Linked DNA regions of Mus musculus: region 2 is linked to region 1. The links are chromatin contacts, called in public HiChIP or PLAC-seq maps. All regions are on one chromosome and are shown on one strand. The core of a region is the stretch at or near the end of the contact, and the rest is flanking DNA. Distances in the headings are between cores, read along the strand shown. Region 1 holds the start of Irf3 (interferon regulatory factor 3). Region 2 overlaps Plekha4 (pleckstrin homology domain containing, family A (phosphoinositide binding specific) member 4).

Region 1 (2,516 bases), core at 13-2,512:
CAGAAATGCGTCTGAAATCTTTCCCCCAGCACCTGGAAGATGCCAAAGTCAGCCATCTGTGCGTCCTGCCGTAGGCCATGCTTCCACGGGATCCTGAACCTCGTTCGGCTCTCGTCCAGCCAGGCCACGCCTTCCAGCTGCCCCAGGTCCAGCTGTGACACCAGCCAGGGCAAAATCCGCGGTTTCGGGGTTTCCATGCTCTAGCCTGCGCACCACAGGACAGTTCCTGAGCCTGTCTGTCACGGGGCAAATGCACTCAAACCTCTCCGACCCGCCACAACACAGGTCTTCCTTCACCATTGTGTACAAACGGGAAACTCCTTCCCACCTTTCCAAATCCAACGGGACCGCCTCTCCTACCCCCCAGAGTCTTCTATATGAACTCTACCCATAGGTTCCTTCCCTTTTCTAAATGTAAACTCCTATTATCCAAAGCTGGCACCCTATTTCAAGAGTGGAGTCCTCTTTCCCTCGTCTTTAAAGGATCCTAACTGCTCTCACAACCGCCTCACCCTTGCAGAAAACCCTTACTCATTTCCAGAGTCTTTTCCCAGGTGCTGTCGCTTCTTCTGTTTTTTTGTTTTTTGTTCCTATATTGTTTTTACGGATGTTTGAGACAGGGTCTTAGTATGTAGCATAGGCTGTCCTTGAACTTGCTATGTAGCCAAGGCTGGTCTTCAACTCACTCTGTGGCCCTGGCTGGCCTCGAATGCACTCTGTAACCCAGGCTACCCTCAAACTTATTCAGTAGCTCAGGCTGGTCTTCAAATCGCTTAACCCATGTTGGTCTGGCGCTCATTCTGTCGTCCAGCCTGGCCTGGAGCTCACTGGCCTTGAACTTACAGCAATCTTTACTGCCTCCAGCCTGGATGCTGAGACTGCAGGCTTCCGTCTACAACGCGTGGCCATTCTGCTTTTCGGTAGCCGAGCTTCTGAGCGACAGGTTTGCCCGATCCTGCGCCCTGAGGCCGCCACCCTCCCGGCTCTTCCGCGTTACCTACCAGGGGAGGAATTGGGCGCCCGTGCGGCGCGGGTGCCAGCAGTGGTTTTGGGGCTCCCAAACAGTAGTTCTGAGACTCGCAGCCACGCAACCCCCTTCTTTGTCAGCTAAGCCTCCGAGCGCTGGGACTTCCTTTTCTAACGATATTTTGAGATATAAAAAGTTTTTCTCAACATTGACGAAATAAAGTCAAGAAATCCCGGAGCGCACTTCGGCTTAGCAGGCCTAACTCCCTCAAATGCCCTTTTTTGGCCTTCCGCCTACAGGCATGCTGGGAACGCCATATGCAAATGACCGCAAAAGAAGGCTCCACCCCTTCGACGTTGGGGCGGTTGCCGTGTCGGCCCAGTGCGCAGGCGTGGGAAAGTTGAACTTCCGAAGTAAAAGTTTGTAGAAATTGTGAGAAAGCGTGTACGCCAGTGCGACGGGGACACAACCGCGAGCCAGGTGAGCTGGGTGCCAGGGAGGGGACAGGGTTGCAGGAAAGGCCACAGCCAGTCCTGCCAAGCTGTGACTTCCAAGCACCCGGGGTCTCCCGGTGCACGCCAGAGGTAAAATTGGAACTACATCTCCCAGCAGACTGCTCGGTGAAAAGTGGGGAAATCGGACCAGCGTTTGCCGCAAAGCATACTAGGATTAGTAGTTCCCTATTCTCTACGGTCTTCGAGCCTTCTTTGGCGCTGCTAGCTGAGAGGGAACTCCAAACCCCCTTCCCGCTCCTTCCTGCAAGAGTTCAAGCACTCATTTACCTCCTTTCTTAGACTCAGTAATTCAGACCGTTTCTCCTCAACTGAATCAACTGCCCCACTGGCCCTTAAAAACCACCTTTTCCTTGGAGTTAGGCGCCCTCTTCATTCAGTGATTCAGAAGTTTGAGTTATCCCTGCACTTGGGTGCATCCTCTGTCTTCTGCCTCAGGTACCCCCATGGCCGGCTCTGAAGAGTTGGGTCTCCGAGAGGACACACTGAAGGTTCTGACGGCCTTCCTTAAGCGCGGTGAAGTCGCTGGGTCCCCTGTCCCAACTCCACCCAGGTGAGTTCCACTCCCCCAGCGTCAGCCTTTGATGGGAAGATCTTCCTGAGTCTTGTGGTCCAAACCTATCTACTCCCATCAGACCTAACTCCATGTGCCTGGGCTGAGTTTCAAGAGTGATCTTCCATGAAAGGATGAAGGGATCACTTGCCCAGACCCCTTCGGGATAACTCCGAGGTTCTTGTCCCTAGGAGTCCTGCCCAAGAGGAGACAACAGATTTCCTGAGCCGCCTCCGAAGATGCCTCCCTTGTCCCCTGGGGAGAGGAGCTCCCCCCACGGAGTCCTCTAGGCCCCACTTCCTTCCCCTCCGCCCCTGCTATGGTTCCGAGCCTGGTAAGAGATTTATTCAGGTCACTTGTGAAACTTTCAGGGCTAGGAGTTTTGGTTCCAAAAAATCCAGACAGGACCCATTATAAAGTCAACACGGTTCAGCTTCAGCACAAGCCATAACCATTTCAAGTCTTTGTCACACCTCTTTCTAGC
Region 2 (2,516 bases), core at 6-2,505, 540 kb before region 1:
GGGAAGAAAGGCATCTATTGGTCTTTCTGAAGCCCAGGGTTCAGGACCCAGCACCTACACCGTAGCCTGCAGTCACCTGCAACTGCAGATCTAGGGAATCCAATGCCTTCCAATTTCCCTGAACACGAGGCATGCAGAAATTACACTAACATACATGCAGGTAGAACGTTTAAATATGTCTATTTAACATAGCAAAGCGGGCTCAGCATTCAGAAGAGTCCTGGTTCCTCTCAGCACTTTTCTCATCCAGTCCCCTAACCTGAACCCATCCGGCCCCTGAAAACTTCCTCCCCCCGCCCCCCCCTTCTCTGGTTTCTGTATAACCTCAGCCATTTTGGCTTCTTGGTCTCAGTCCTCAGCTCCCCTCTTTGCTCCTTCTGTTTTCTCCTCTCCTCTCCTCTCCTCTCCTCTCCTCTCCTCTCCTCTCCCCTCCCCTCCCACCCATCCCTTTCTCTCCCCCATGGCCTCCCTTGAGCCTGCTGGCCTGGTTCAGTCTGGCCTCTTCCAGGTGCCTCTGGCTGTTCTCTCCCTTGTATCTATACTAATAAATCTTCTCGGCTATAGCTAGGATCGCTCATGTCCTCATTTCTTTATTCCATATCTTGCTCTATCAGTCATGGGAAAACAATAAGAGCAGCTACCCAGGGAGCCTCATATCAAGGCTCTTTGGCCAGGAGACAACTATCCTAGGGGAGGGGGGTGCTGAGAAGGTCAAGCAAGAGACGGAATCTACTGGATTCCTGGGGCTGCAGGAGACCTACCAGCAAAATCATGGAGGCCTGGGTCCCAGGAGGTCTTGGGGGCAGCTGGAGATAGGTGGACGAACCAGAGGTGGCCTGGGTAGACTGAAATGCATAGAAACATCTGGTTAAGTCTAGTGGCCCTGGCCATCATCTGAGCTACTCTGGAGGGCTGGGTTTTAGAGTAAGTTTAAGGCCTACCTGGACAACTTAGAGAGACCCTGTCTCAAAATGAGAAGCTAAAAAGAGGACCGTGGAGTAGGTCAGTGGTAAAGTACTTGCCTAGAACAGTCACACACACACACACACACACACACACACACACACATCCTCAACTACACTGGCTACATACACACAGGGTGCTAATAAATGGACTAGCATGGCAAAACCACTAGGGGTTGCTGGAAATTAGCTTCCGATATTCTGGGCTATAAACCCGTGATTCTTAGAGGGATTGTCAGGAGGCTGGCTATGTTGAAACAATAACTGGAATCCAAACTATGCTTTGGCCTCTCAGTTTCAAAGAGAGTGTTCTGGACTACAATACCCACAATACATAGAAGCAAAGGTACGCGAGCACGCGCTACCCCCCCCCCCCCAAAACTCCTCCACACACATCCTGAGACCTGATGGGACGTGGAATCACTATAGGAGCAATGGTACACCCACCCACCCACCCACAGCACCACCATATGGGGGGGGGGGGAGGCGGAGATGACCAGTTGCATTGTGAACTATAATCCCCATAATTCCTGGGAAGCATGACTCAATCACTGGCCTAGAAAGCGAGCCTGGAAGCCTAGTGGGAAATGTAGTCTGCTCCTTTCGAGCACCTGCGTTCTCTGCTCTGGTGTCCGGGGCTGGGGACTCCTGGGTGGCCGTTCTCCGCCAGCTTCAGAGGAAGGTCCTCGGCGTGGAATGGGAGGTCGGGAGAGGGTCTGTCTTTGGGGTCCCCAATCCAGAGGAGGTCGGACATCGATGCGACTCAAAGGAGTATGCGGTCGGGCAGGAAATGAGATGTCTCCTGCTGAGAGAGGGGGTCGCCGGGCCGGGGCAGAGCGAGGACGGGGAAGGCTCAGAGGGGAGGGAGGCCGGGAAAGGGGTGAGAACAACCTGTGGAAAGGAGATAATCGGGAAACTGTGTTAGCCTGAGTTCCTGCTCCCAGTCCATCTCTCTACCCAACAAGAGTATCTGGCTTCCCTGAGTCGCACTGCCCCTCTGCTAGGCAGAGTGGGTGTGTTCCCTTTGGGAATATATGCATCCATTTACCTGCAAAAGACCAAGCCTTGACCCAGGCCTCTGGGGTCCCATCCTTCCCTTAAGCCACGCTTCCAGCTAGCTCCCTCTTTCCTTAGACCTCCAAAGAAGCCTCACTGGGCCAACCAGTCCTTCCCTTGCCCTACCATTAGACAAAGCACCCAAAGGGTTCCTTCTTACTCTGGGCTCCGGGTTCTACGACTCCAGGTGTCAGTCTGCAGATCCACTGTAGAGTTGGGAGTGTGCGTTTCATGTCTGCCAAGACCTCTGGAGAGCCGAGCTACCTCTGGTGATTCTGAGATGCGCCCCTCTTCCCTTCTGTTCACCTCTGGGGGTCCTCCGGGTCCCCCAGGACCTTCCCCAGGCCTGGGACGTGCAGGTGACCTCGGGAGTCCGCTAGCAAGTGAAGAAGAAGAGGGATCTGTTCCTTATTCTTTTTTCTTTTTTTAAGATTTGTTTATTTATTTATTTATTATGTGTACACTGTAGCTGTCTTCAGATACTCCAGAAGAGGGCAT

The links. HiChIP or PLAC-seq counts read pairs in DNA pulled down with a chosen protein or histone mark.
Region 2: a FOXA1 HiChIP or PLAC-seq map of pancreatic cancer cells shows a contact between it and region 1. The contact joins the enhancer-like site here to the promoter of Irf3 in region 1. A contact is called at or near these places in 5 of 39 promoter capture datasets (hippocampal neurons, liver, neural stem cells and 1 more), 1 of 484 Hi-C or Micro-C datasets (LSK cells), 4 of 115 datasets of contacts at active chromatin or transcription factors (memory CD8 T cells, microglia, pancreatic cancer cells and 1 more) and 2 of 9 other capture datasets (adipose tissue and pancreatic islet).

Annotation. Positions count from the first base shown.
Region 1 is chr7:44,996,394-44,998,909 of GRCm38.p6, reverse strand. It overlaps Irf3 (interferon regulatory factor 3), which reads right to left and starts at 1,262. Exons shown (of 8, transcript NM_016849.4): 1 at 1,002-1,262; 2 at 33-205. The coding sequence starts at 197. Bcl2l12 (BCL2-like 12 (proline rich)) reads left to right here and starts at 1,331. Exons shown (of 7, transcript NM_029410.3): 1 at 1,331-1,447; 2 at 1,918-2,032; 3 at 2,224-2,366. The coding sequence starts at 1,926.
Region 2 is chr7:45,537,535-45,540,050 of GRCm38.p6, reverse strand. It overlaps Plekha4 (pleckstrin homology domain containing, family A (phosphoinositide binding specific) member 4), which reads right to left. Exons shown (of 20, transcript NM_001381849.1): 7 at 2,179-2,394; 8 at 1,574-1,853; 9 at 762-845. Among named protein-coding and RNA genes, the nearest start is that of Plekha4, 9.2 kb to the right of the region's middle. Within about 2 kb of position 1,255, at least 174 of the 459 cell types and tissues checked have an H3K27ac peak or open chromatin away from gene starts, as enhancers often do. A contact at or near this core is called in adipose tissue, hippocampal neurons, liver and 4 more, where this site is marked.